Linked DNA regions of Zea mays: region 1 is linked to region 2. A link is a contact called in public Hi-C data. All regions are on one chromosome and are shown on one strand. The core of a region is the stretch at or near the end of the contact, and the rest is flanking DNA. Distances in the headings are between cores, read along the strand shown.

Region 1 (6,979 bases), core at 27-2,526, 150 kb before region 2:
ATATAAGTTGTAGGGCAACCAATAAACCAGTGCTCCAGCAACTTTCCACCTTCTCTAGTAACAGCGTCAGAAATCTGCAACGAAGGGGGTTTGGTAATCCTCATAAGCCAAAGAAATTCAGAGAAGTCATTGCATGACTTGAGTTGATTAGCAATTTGTTTGCATGAAGTATTAACAGATTCATCAATCCAAATGGTGTTGCAAATGCAACATTCCATAAAAAATAATATAAATTACTCTTTTCCTGCCTAAAAGTTACAGTTTGGCTGCTTCGATTAATTGAACAAGCTTCACAGAAAAAGTGGGAAGAAATTAGTTGGACCATACCTTTTTCCTCATCTCATCAGATATCCCAGGGTCAATGTAGATTGTGTCATTCATAAAAACCAACCCATCATGACCACCACCGTTCCCAGGAGTCTGGAGCGAATGCTTCTGGGTCATATCTGAGCATGCCTTGTCCTGAAATATCAACGGTGGAAGGCAAGACTTCTCGTTAACAGGAACTCCAACAAGGCGGCTGAACTCCCCGGGCGGCACACCATTCTCCCCAATGCTCTTGATGGCATACAAGGATTCATCCAACCTCACTACAGTCAAAACATAACAGGATACAATGATGCACTAGACCATCAGTAACTTCAGCCAAAATTGAAGGTCACAAGTTGATTCATGGGGCTTGAACTCACTGTTCCTCCTCACGCAGTCCACAAACCAACCCAGCGTAACGAGGAATAGCCCATTCCTCGGACCATGCTTCAGTGCATGCTCGAACTTGCGTCCGGCAAAGCTGTGCTGCAGGTTAAGGAGCCACAGCATCCAAGCCGGATTGGGGAAGCAAATACTAGTACCCTAGTGGGCAGAGAATAATTTTAACAGCACGCGACGATCGTGTCGCGCAAAGGATATCTGAACCACGAGGTGCGTGCACTTGGGGTGCAAGCTCCCGCTGTACTCGCCCCCGAGCCGCTCCGTCGCCTCCTTCACCTGAACTCTCGCCTCTGCAACCAAGCAAGTAACCAGGCCGAGAATACCAAAAAAAAACCATCAAACAGGCAACCTTCGTCGGCAAAATCACAAGCAGCTAAACCGCGCACCTTTGGACAGCCCAGTGACGCAGATGACGAGGCCTGCGAAGGGCCCATCGGCATGCGCCGCCGGCCCGGAACCGGCGGCGGGGGCCGCGCGCGATGCCGCGGAGGAGGAGACGGATGCGGCGGATGAGGGGTTGTGATGCATCCCGGGGATCACCATCCGCGCGCACCCCCTACTGGCGACCACCTCCACCCCGCTACGGATACGCGACATCCCGGCCGCGGCTGCTGCGTCGGAAGGCGGCGGCACTCGCGCCACGCATGTGGGGCGAAACTATTAAAAGGGCGGGCGGGGTTCCGTGAGGTGGGGAGAAAGGGCGGGTGGGGAGGGACCGGATCCGGTGGCGCTTGCGAGAAGGGTGGGGGGAGGGAGTTAATGGCGGCAATCGCGCGGAGTTTCCCTTCACCTTCTCCTTCTCCTTCGCCCAGTGAAGGCTGGAGGGGGACCTCGCGGGCGGCGGTGGATGACGATGAGCGCCGAGGGGTTGTGGTCAGGTCGTGGAACCTGAAGGCGATCTGGCTACACGGCGCGGCGGGCGAGGTGAGGTGACCGTTGGGAGGGTCTGGTTCGCTTGGTTGCCTTTTCTTTTCCTTTTTTGTATTGGTGTTTGTGTTTTCGCTACTGCAGGGCGGAGCAGTAGATCAGACGGATGAAAGAACAGCGGTGGAGACGAATGTTCAGTCTGGGCATTATTGGTGTGGTGTGTGGACACATGTGATGATATGTGATGGCGATAGTAGGTGCGCTAATCCGTGGTTGTTTACTGGAGTAGGCAGTGTGTTTTATTGTTAGAAATAATCTGCACATCGGTTGCTCTTGTTGGATAAGCAAGCGCGTAGATGTTGATGTGATGTACAAGTTGGACTTTTTTGCGAGTGTCCCTTTCCAGTGAGGTTAGAGGTGATATATCAGCGTATTGAGAATTGAGATGTACTAATCGATTTAATCTCGGTATTCACTATTCCGCGGTCTGTGTTTAAGGTCATGTTTGGTTTCTATTGATCCTAGAACTAATGACTATTTGGTTCTAGGAACTAAATAGGTTCAGAACAAAGAAAGACTGATATACCCTTTTATATATACTTAAAATGTCACAGAGAGAACAATAAATAAAGGTCACAGATAGAGGAATAAGTTTGTTTTAGTCTCACCCTTTAAGAGACTAAAGACAATTAGTCCCTACTTTAACCCTTCCGTTTGGAAAAAAAGACTAAACGGGACTAAAATAGGGACTAAATATTAGTCTCTAGAACCAAACAGAGTCTAAATTATGGTTTTCTTTAGCTTTGTTTTAAAACTCTAAAATTTATTTAACTTTAATTAAATTCATAAATATCTACCAACAATTAAATAATCAATTTTTGCTTTGTTAAATTGTTTATATAATGTGTTTTTGACATGGGACTTTTTTGGATTTGTAGCTATGAATACATTCTTATAAAAATGTGATTAAAGTTATAGAAGGTTGACTTGAGACAAAATCTGACTGGACTGTAATTTAAAATTGAGAACAAAATTGTTAGTATCAATTGTTTTGAGATTGACACAACAACAATGATTCATCTTCGAGAAAGGTTGGGTGATATTTGATTTGAGGAATGTTCTTTAAAAGTAAGTGGCCTAGAAGATGTGTAGCTGTTTTATTTGGTTTAGTTGTGAATTATGAGAAAATAACTATTGTGATTATAAAACAACTATTACAAGCCATAAAAATGTGTAAGTTATTTGGTTAAAATAACTATAAAACATATTTTATCTCGTTATCTTCCATGACTCTCAAAACACCTCTCCATTTCCATCCATTTGGAGTAAGTGGTGAAAGACAAAAAAAAGTCCAAAGTGTCGTAAAAATATATTATATAATACTAGTTGCTTCCTACAAAAAATAGTTTTAGATTTTACCCGCTTGGCTAGCGTTCTAATTTTATGGCACTAGTACTTTCCAAAAGCTGAACCAAACAACGTAAACTAATACATTGTTTGCAGCACAGTATGAGTGATAAATGATGGGAGTTAAATGTTTTGGTTGATTAGGAGCACATTAAATTAACATGGTAATAACATCAATGGAGATTTTGAAAAAGAAACAAGAAGCGTCCAATATGCTCGACGGAGACCCGTGACCTAGGTCTGAGTGCTGCTCTAGGCAAGTTTCACACTTCATGTGTACGACAATGCACGTTATGTGTTCACTCGTTTCCCTGGGTACATGGTGGTTATTAATACAATAGTGTGCGCAAGCACAAAAGGGGTAGATATATCTATTCCTCACTTCTAACACTAGAGCAATGCACGGTTGTCTCTTAATAAAATGATTGGCGCAAGCACCAAGGTGTAGACATGTGACATAGATTAAGCGCTATATAAAATGGCATAACTAATCTAATGAGTGAACTAGTTGTAGCAAGAGTAGTAGGTCTCACTTCACACCATTGGACCGTCTGACGGGTGCACCATGGAACCATTATGCATGGTCTGACGCCTCTCAATGGTTACTGTGTGAATAATGTTTTAGAGCTAGCCATTTTCGACCATTGGTGCAGCGCTCTACGATGCATGGTCCAACACTATTGTCGGGCCAGTCCCACACCCAATTTCTCTCTCTAGAACCTTTCTGTGTGATTGTCAGTCTGCTCCAATATTATGATGATCTATGAACAGTTATGGTCTAACGCCTCTGTGAGATGAATAGTGTGACTGTATTGTTCGATGCCTTGGCTGCTTCGAGTCGCTTCTGTTCATTGCCACATGCTAGGTTTTAAATCATATGGTCTAACACATCTTTCGGGATGGTCCAACGCCTTAGTCTGATTCCCTTCAAACCCTTGCTTTAGTTTTCCATGATCTCTTTGTCTGAGTTGGTTCCATCTTATGTATTGGACTTTTGCATGACCTTATAAGTCTTCAATGAGTCATTTCCTGTCTTCCTTGAGGTTTTGATCTTTTGGATTATTCTTAGTCTTTATCCAAGTCTAGTTTACATCCTTTAAACTATAATAAAAGATACTAGCAAATAAAATTAATACAAATAGTTATATTGATTATCAAACATCAAAACTCAATTATCAATGGACCTCAGTTCATTTTCCATGTATTCACAATAGTGCATCTACAATAGTTAAGTTTTCATTCCATTTATATATCCACAATAGCCTCATATTCATGTGTACATAAATGCATGTTATGTATTCACAATAGCACATCTATAATAGTCACATTATATATTCAGAATAGCACATAAACAATAATTAAGATGTCATTCACTCATGTTATGTGTGGCACGAATGCATCTGCAATAGTTAGGTTGTCATTCCCTGCACGAATGCATTCACACTAGTGGAATGTTAATACTCCTTCATGTTATGTGTATGTGAATGGACATTGTGTGTTCACAAGTTCATTCCCTCATGTTATGCGTGCGCACAAATGCATCTACAATGTTTAGGTTATAATTGTTCACAAGTTCACCCTCATGTTATGTGTGAGCATTAATACACTTATAATAGTTAATTTATCATTATACTTATGTGTCTGCATCAATGCATCCACAATAGTTAAGTTGTCATTATCAATAGTTTAGTTGTCATTCTATGCATGATGCATTTACAATAGTGAAGTTGTCATTCTCTTATGTTATATGTACATGAATGCATGCTATGTGCTTGCACGAATGCGTCCACAGTACTGAAGTTGCCATTCCCTCATGTTAGATGTACATTAATCCATCCACAATAGTCAAGTTGTTATTCCCCCATATTCGCTCATGTTATGTGTACATGAATGCATGTTATGTGTTCACAAAAGTCAAGTTGTCATTCTCTCATGTTATATGTGCGCACAAATGCATCCACAATAGTTAAGTTATTATTCTCTGCATGAATGTGTTCACAATATTGAAGTTGTCATTCCCTCATGCTATGTATACATAAATAACATTATATGTGCACATGAATACATCCACGATAGTTAAGTTGTTATTTCCTCATGTTATGTGTACATGAATGCGTCCACAACACTCAAGTTGTTATTTTTCTCATGTTATAGGTGTGTGTAGTCCATAATAGTCGAGTTGTCATTCTAGTACATTATGTGTGCATGTAGTGTAGTGTAAGTTATGTTATGTGTACCCATAGTCCATAATAGTTAAGTTGTCATTCTCTCACTTTATGTGTGTAGTGTGTGCATGTAGTCCACAGTAGTTAAGTTGTCATTATCTCACATTTATGTGCGCGTGCAATAATATAGTGTCAGTTATGTTATATGTGCGTGTAGTCTATATATAATAGTCAAGTTGCCATACTCATGAGTTTGTGTTTAAGTTTAAATATATATAGTTTGAAATTGAAGTATTGAAGTATAAAAGAAGTAGAGAAACATGTTTTATCCCGCGTTCAACAAAAGGTTGAACTCTAAACAGACCTTGGAGTTCTAGGTCCATCAGATGTTTTTTCTCACAAATTGGTAGAAGCATATGTTTTTATCTAGCGTCCGTATGTTCATGTCATTGCAAATTGCAATATTATTTCCTGATCACAAATATAAATCCACTAGAACATCAGCACAATTTTTAATAATGCACTTTGACTAACAATACTTATAAAAAATATACAGGTTAAAATACAAAGAGTTACTATATATTATGACCTGTGAACCATGACGGACACAGTAAAAGCAGCCCCATATTAACAATTTGCATATATATTTTGGACAGCCAGAGGCAAAGCTAGGTAGTGCACAGTGAATGCGCATGCATCCACAAAAAAATTACGAACAAATAAAATAGACTAGAATTTTATCATATATGTACCACCTACAAAATATTATTATGCAGTCTCAAGGTATTTACACTATCCTCTAATTCACTCTAGCCACTGTGGACAGCAATGGTCAATGCTAAAAAAAAGTTTCTAAACATGCTTATATTTGTGGTCGAAAGTAAAAAAAATCTTATACCGTCAAAAGGTTTAGGGCACCGTAAACACTCACCGTAGAGTATTGAGCTACCACTCTTAGGGGGTGTTTGTTTCGCCTTTTTTCCAGCTTTTGGCTGACAGAAGCTGCTATAGACTGCCAAAAATGTTTAGCTTTTCAGCATGTTTTCATGGGAATCATTTTATTGAAAACTATCCAAAATCAACGTGAACACATGACCGGTCAAGTCGTCGCAATAGTAGAAATCCGCCACTTCCAAGATCTTAAACCCTACGGACCCATTTATGTTCTCTACTCATAATCACTCGGACACTCAGATTCTCAATTGAGGAAAAAAAAACCAAAACAAACCGTTGATCAGAATGTTACCTAGGAGGCTACGAGTTTCTGCGATTCTCATCTCTATTGGCTTGTCCACAGCTATTGGACTTTTTTTTGGGGTGGGTGGGGGGGGGGGGGGGGGGGTTGTGAGATAGAACATACAAATAAATATAGTATTCCGTAGGCAAACCTACCGAATAAATGACATAGAATGAATCAATGAGCAATAAATTTTCGGCCAAACTCCGTTGATTCATCCTTTCCCTTTGCATCCGGACACAGCACAGCCTACGGCCGTACGGCGTACTACTACACAGTACTACACTGTACAGCTCACAGGGCCTCAAGCCCTCAACAGAGAACGAAACCTCCCGATCCAACTCCAACCGGCCACTTCCTCGCGCGCTTTTTTTTGTACCGGCGCACAGCGAAGACGCAGCACGGATCACGTGCTCTGTTGCGCCCAGCCCAGCCATCATATGATATGATATGAGCGTCCAAGAAGAATCCTCGTTTGGCCGCCGAGAACGAGAAAGCCTGCGGTTGACCGGAAAGCGGCACCAAACCCTTCACGAGCCGAGCAGTGTCTCGTATGACTGCCCTTTTCCACGGTCTGGTCCATGGATGGCAT
Region 2 (6,511 bases), core at 3,733-6,232:
AGGATTCCTGTAGTGACTAAGGACTATTTTGGGAGGAAGAGAGGCTAAACCTAAGAAGGAAAAATCCCACTAAGGACTTGTTCGGTTATTCGTAATACACATGGATTGGATGATATTGGAAAAAATTAAGAAGAAGTTTAACTTGTTTGGGATTCAAACTCATTCAATCTCATTCAATCCACATGTATTGAGAGCTAACCAAACAAGCCCTAAATATCTTATTCAAATATTACTCGTAGGGCTAGTTTAGAAACATCATTTACCTAAAAGATTTTAATTTTTCAAGAGAAATTAGTTCATTTTTCTTGGGAAAATAGAAATTACTTAGAAAAATAGAGCTCCCAAACTAACACCTAGAGATTACTCACCCTAGGAAATGAGGGGATCACAAGAAAATTTGGGTTTCCAAACTACCTAAAATTTCTGCTTTAGGTCACATTTATTGTCCCTTAGCTATGCAGCAAAAAAACACAGTTTGAAACTTCAAACTGCAAGTCTGAGCTTCAATTTTAGAAAATTCAAATAAAAGCATATGGTATTAGCCGCACCCATCTCCTGCCATCGCACGAATGCGTGGAAACTTTGCGCGTGTAAAAGACTGTCTTGGCCAAATTAAAATATCTCTGTTTGTTTCTGCTAAATCACTTCACATCATGAATACCCACTTCTTTTGAAGTTGTCTCGACAAACCCAGCTTCATATGAAGACAACTTGGAAGAAGAACCAACCATTCCAGGTTCAAACTACCAAATACATATACATCCACATCTGTTTTAAAAAGGGCAAGGTAAATGTAGTCTGCCATGAACAGTAAGCACTATCAAAAGTGTACTGTCGACTGTGTAACCAAGTAAGTGTAATCATACAGTGATCAAAAAAGTGAAAAGGCAACATTCCTGGCGTCCCTCTACGAGACAGTATGGTCAAGTCGATCTTCCTTAGATACATGCCTGACTGTGAGGTGAAGAGTGTAAAAGCTACCCAAAATTTTGCTTCTAAATGTGTGGAAAGGACTGTGACGGCTGTGAATACTGAATACACCTACAGCAATAGTACAGTGGTATCAAATGCCATTGTCAGAAACTGTAGTCGATATCAGAGATATTCTGTAACGTTGATTGTTTAACCAGCCCACGCCGCTCGTCGTACAGGTCCAGGTTCTTGCAAGGCACAGGGAAAACGTAGCCAATGACCTGCCCCTGGACGAAGGAGCACTGGAAAACATGGTGCTTCTTGTCTACTATACCGATTGACATGTCATGGAAGGTAACATTCTTCACAGGGATCTGCGCGCTTCCCTGTATCCTGACCGGTACTCGCACACGATGCCCATGGATTGAGGTGTAAGAGATATTCCCGATGGTGGGGACGGCCTTTGGGTCGAAGCCTTCGTCTGGGTGCTCGTTGTAGTCTGTCTTTATCACTATACCGACACGTACGTTTTCAAAGGTTATGTTCTGGTAAATGACATTGGTTACATAGGCCCCTCTTCCAGGTGCAGTCTTTATCCTCACGCCTCGCCGTGAATCCCAGACATGAACATTCTCTACCAAAACATCCGAGACACCACCAGACATCTCGCTTCCAATCGATACTCCAGCACTGCCCACAGAACACAAAAAAGATCAAACATACAGTCACATTGGTTTATTAAGGTTTGAATAGTGGTGTTGATTGATTTCCAGATCATGAAAGATAAACCAACAATGACAAATGTCTTATGTGGCTAGTTCAAGTCTAGACAAATAAATGATCCTAGTACGTATGGTATATCTGTAACATAGAACAAATAACCAGCAAGTGGTATGTATCTGAAGTATACAAACAAAATATCTAACAAACTCGCAACACCTCTTAAATATTATCTTCATGACAAGAAGCGTCATTCACTATCCAATGGTATTTCAAAACACGTCATGCATACATATGTTATACAGTATTAAAGTGATACAGAATAAGCAAGCGACCTAATATCTTACCTGACCATAGAGCGGATTACGACATTCTGGATAGTAATATTAGCTGATGGACGGCCATAAGCAATTCCATATTGGTCCCAACCACTCTTTATGGCTATCCCATCATCACCAACAGAAATGTAGCAGTTTTTTATCACCACATTTTCACAAGAATCTGCATATACATCAAGAATAACAAACAGATTGATTAATGAAGCATAAACTTTTAAAAAAAAGAGGCTTCAAGAGAACATGGACATGCAGTGCAGGTTTCTTGGGCCCCTATTGTTGCTGAAATTTTTAGTGGAGTCTAGATTGCAATACAATCTACAGGATGCAGCTATAAGTGAAATGAATAAAGTTCAATAATCAGAAAACTTTGCAAGCATTAGGAGTAACCTGGATCTATCCCATCAGTATTTGGAGCTCCAGCAATTGGAGCCAAGATGGTGGTTTCTGAGATAGTAACATTCTTGCAGTCGTACGTGTGAAGAGTCCAGAAGGGAGAATCACGAAGAGTGATATTAGAAATGATAATGTTACTTGACCGCATGAGCTGCACCAGAGGACCCCTTGTGTGATTAAGGAGCTTTCTCCGAAATTTTACCCACCAACTTTGACCTTGTCCATTTATAGTACCATTATGACCTATTTTGCAGAGGAGCCCACTGAAATATTATTACAATTTCATGAAAATGAGACTGCAGAAGATAAACAAGCAATAACGCCAACATTCGTTACCTACAAATGATGATATTTTAGTTATATTTAGCATATCCTCAGTGGAATAAATCCACACTACCATGAATGTATTGCTCAAGGTCAAATTAATCCACTTAATTCGAGTACAACTAGAGATTAAGTGATCCCATGAAATAAGTATCAAATTTAATTTCAAAAGCTTTCAGCGCTTCCTATGCCTTTGTACGGTCCAAAATGTATACAAGATGGAATCAATTTGGCATATTCCATATGAATAAGAACAAAAAGACACAAACTACCTGTTATAGTCACATGCTTCAGGTCTTGGCCGTGTATAAGGCTCCCATATCGAGGTCCCTTGTGCTCTCTTCCATAGCCGTATGATGGTAATGGAGACATCAAGGGCCAATATCTTTCATCCTTGAATATAAGTAACATAAAGAAGTCGCCAATGTTAACTCAATTGTAAATAAGTACACCGAACTGAAAAAGGTACCAGTAAAATAACATGTAAGAAACTCTTGAAGTGCATTGCCTAAGGTTGAGAGAAATTTATAAAAACAAAAAAGAAGAATCGGTGTAATTTCTCTTTCTCTGTTGGAGTAAAAGGTAACCAAATACAGTAAGAAAAACAAAAAAAAAAGTATATAGTTTACTGGCCAGGCCAATCACCACTTGTAAGTAAATAGGTCGACTCTATACTTATTTTATTAATTGAATGACGTCATGTACATGCGGATTTTTTCTTCTTCATTTGGTCCATGACAAATAAAGCAAAAACAAATGAAATGAAGTGTACAAAACAACTTGTTGGTACATAAAACATGAAAACAGCTTAACTTGAACCAGACTATTGCATAAGGCAGTGACCAAATTTATTTGAAACCAATTCTGAACTGACCTAAAACAACAAAACATTATGTTGGGACTAACTACTACGATCCTTGGAACCTATCAAACTAACTTTGACATGCTGATGACTTCAGTGTTCAAGTAAGTCCTTGCTCAATCAAATTTCATTCTTCCACAAATCTTGCAGTGTAGTTGAAAATGGTACTCCTAGACAGTTTTTTTTGTGATAAACTTAGCAGGAATTTCTGATACAATTTTAAAAAAAAACTATTTGTGTAAAGGGCATTTGCCTGTCCTGCTCAGCAATACTGGTAATTATTGATACATATTATTAAACTGCCTAGTATTTGCATTACTCCCTGGATTGATGATGAACTCATCGTTTCATGCAAAACTTATGAATGTTCATGACTTAATATGATTGAATACTACAATAGCAGGAATTTTTTCAGCTTCTCACTTGCCCAGAGTAGATACTTGCACAAACGAATCCAGATTGACTAAAGACCCGAGAGCAGCGTCTTTAGCCAAACAAAGCTGATGCAAATAGCAGCTAATGTCTCACCTGAATCCCTAGGATCTCAGCGCCAGCAGCGAGGAAGAGAGTCATGTGGCTGGTGAGGTTGAACGGCGCGGTGAGCCACCGCCCGGCTGGCACGGTGAGCCTGCCCCCGCCCCTCTCGGCGATCGCCGCGATGGCAGACTCGAACGCGGCCGTGTTAACCGTCCGCCCGTCCCCGACCGCCCCGAACTCCCTCAGATCGTAGACGGGCGGGGAGGCCGCCCAGTGCCCCAACGACGCCACGGCGCGCTTCGGCATCGGCGGGCGCGTGTAGAGCCGCACGCGGCCCACGGAGGTGCTCTGCCACAGGAAGACGAGCGCGAAGCCCAGCAACCAGAGCGCGAGCAGGCAAGCCCTGAACGGGGCCGGGGCCCACCGCCGGTGGTTGTGCGCGGAGCCTCCACCCCGCCGCGGGGAGGAAACGACCGCGGCGGCGGCCGCCCCGGCGGCGACTGCCGCGGCCGCGGCGCGGGGGGAGGAGGCGGCGGCGGTGGCCTCCAGCATCGGATCTGGTCGCGAAGCTTGTGGAATCTATCTATGGCGCGCGCACCGGCCGGTGGGCGAAGCGGTCCCGGCTCGGGCGCGGGGGCCCATGGGAGAGAGGAAGGAGGCGCTCGCCGGGGGAGGCGGTTGATTCGGCAGCTGGGTCGTAGTTTTAAAAAGTGCGGACGGGGCGTGGAGGGTGGTGCCAGCGGCGGCGAGTGACGATGGTGAGTGGATGCTAGCGCCGCGGCCGTGGAGTTGAGTTGGCGCGGAACCACGACCACGACAGCGGCGGCGGAATGACCGAGCTGACCCTGGGCGGTGGCCGGTCAGTTCAGCTTCTCGGGGCCGTTGGATGGACTCGCCACGGCGGGCCGGGCAGAGCGTTCTTCTTGGCGCTCGGTGACTGTGGTCTGTGGGCTCCGCTGGTGCAGCCGATGGAGGATTCCCACGCGCAACGGTTTTGACTCGTCCTAGTGGCGTGCGCGGTGCCCAGGGTTCGGTGTTTGGTCCAGGTCCATGATCGTTGGTGCTCCGATGACGACGATCGAGAGGTTCGTCCTGTCGGAGGGCCAGGCCATCCACGAGCACAACATGGCTCCATTAATCAGGGACTCTCTTTCTGATTATCCGGATGCAGAGCGCGCTTTGGCTCAAATTCCATCAGTGGTGCCCGTGTCGTTTCTGCAGAGTTGGCACGGACTCGGAGGCTCTGCAACTGCAATTGATCTTCGTGTCGCCTGGTGCGCATTGCTGCTGCCTGCGGACGGCGTAATTTGCTCATGAATGACACAATCACGCAATGTCGGGTTTTGCTTGGTTCAACTTTTTCTGGTTAGCTTTTATAAGAATTTATTTTTGGTGTCTGAATATCGTGGAGATTACGTGCGGAGGAAGATAAAAGAGTCTATAATATTTAGAATGTAAAAGTGATGATTTTCTATATCGTAACGACTTCGCCGATTCTATATTTACGTTTAATTTTGAACGATTTTGACTAAAGCGATTATTATATAAACAGGCTGAAAAGTTAGGTGTTTGTCAGCCTGCGATAGCTTCTGGTGGTTAGCAGCTGAAAAAATCTGAAACAAACAAGTCAAATGTCTCTTGAGCTCTTCAGTTCAGAATCAGAACCCTGAGATTCATCAGTTAAATTTATATGGCATTTGGTTTGAGAATAAGCTAATCCACTATCTTCTCACTACTTTTTTTTAGTTCACGGAATAGAATAATCTTCTCACTAATTACTTTTTTTATTTATTTGTTTAGTTTATGTAATAGAATAATCTTCTCGCTACTTATTTTTTAGTTTATTTGTTTAGTTTATGGAATAGAATAATCTTCTCGCTATTTACTTTTTTATTTAGTTTATGAAATAGAATAAGTTGATTCATCATCACTCTTTTTTTATAATTAGTTAGTTAGTACTAATATGATAATTAAATAAGGTTATCCCACCAGGCGTCCATGGCCAGCGTCCACATCGTCTTCTCTGATAGCGTCTTGGCGAGGGCGTGCCATAGAGGTGGAGTCGCGTCGCTAGCTCGCCGCCATCGCGCGCTAGCTCCGCAAGCTCGCTGGTCGGCTGCTGTCCGCCGCCGGCACCGAGAGGCAAGAGCGTGGAGGACTGGAGCCACTGATCGAGCAGCCAACAGCAAATGCGAGAGAATGGATAAACAAAACATGTGCGGGAAGCTACAGCCAACGGGTAAGGGATGGATCGACCATTGATGGCGAAAGGTACTGCGCGTACGAAGGTGATGGAGAATGGAGAAAGAAAGGTTGTGCGAGGAGAAAGAGAGACAGGCTTGCACTGGGCAGGAGACGACGGGGGGTAGGTTTGGAAAACAGACACCTCGAAAGCAATCAGAGCCGTGGTCATGCCATAATAACGGCGTTCGCGTGTTGGAAGTACTAATTTGGTGTTACATGGGTTCGGAGTACCAAACTGGCG

The links. Hi-C and Micro-C count contacts between places; a contact is called where the count stands out from the background.
Region 1: a contact with region 2 is called in a Hi-C map of tassel, with 2.4 times the contacts expected there. The contact joins the promoter of LOC100277983 here to the promoter of LOC103632812 in region 2. A contact is called at or near these places in 2 of 25 Hi-C or Micro-C datasets (leaf and tassel).

Annotation. Positions count from the first base shown.
Region 1 is chr7:126,755,004-126,761,982 of Zm-B73-REFERENCE-NAM-5.0, reverse strand. It overlaps LOC100277983, which reads left to right and starts at 1,276. Exons shown (of 2, transcript XM_020541165.2): 1 at 1,276-1,635; 2 at 1,723-2,080. The coding sequence starts at 1,471. The coding sequence ends at 1,887. It overlaps LOC103632816, which reads right to left and starts at 1,678. Exons shown (of 10, transcript NM_001346529.1): 1 at 1,098-1,678; 2 at 910-1,001; 3 at 690-792; 4 at 328-590; 5 at 1-74. The coding sequence starts at 1,308.
Region 2 is chr7:126,607,455-126,613,965 of Zm-B73-REFERENCE-NAM-5.0, reverse strand. It overlaps LOC103632812 (probable polygalacturonase), which reads right to left and starts at 4,982. Exons shown (of 5, transcript XM_008654546.4): 1 at 4,078-4,982; 2 at 2,960-3,080; 3 at 2,358-2,606; 4 at 1,980-2,133; 5 at 718-1,602. The coding sequence starts at 4,578. The coding sequence ends at 1,077.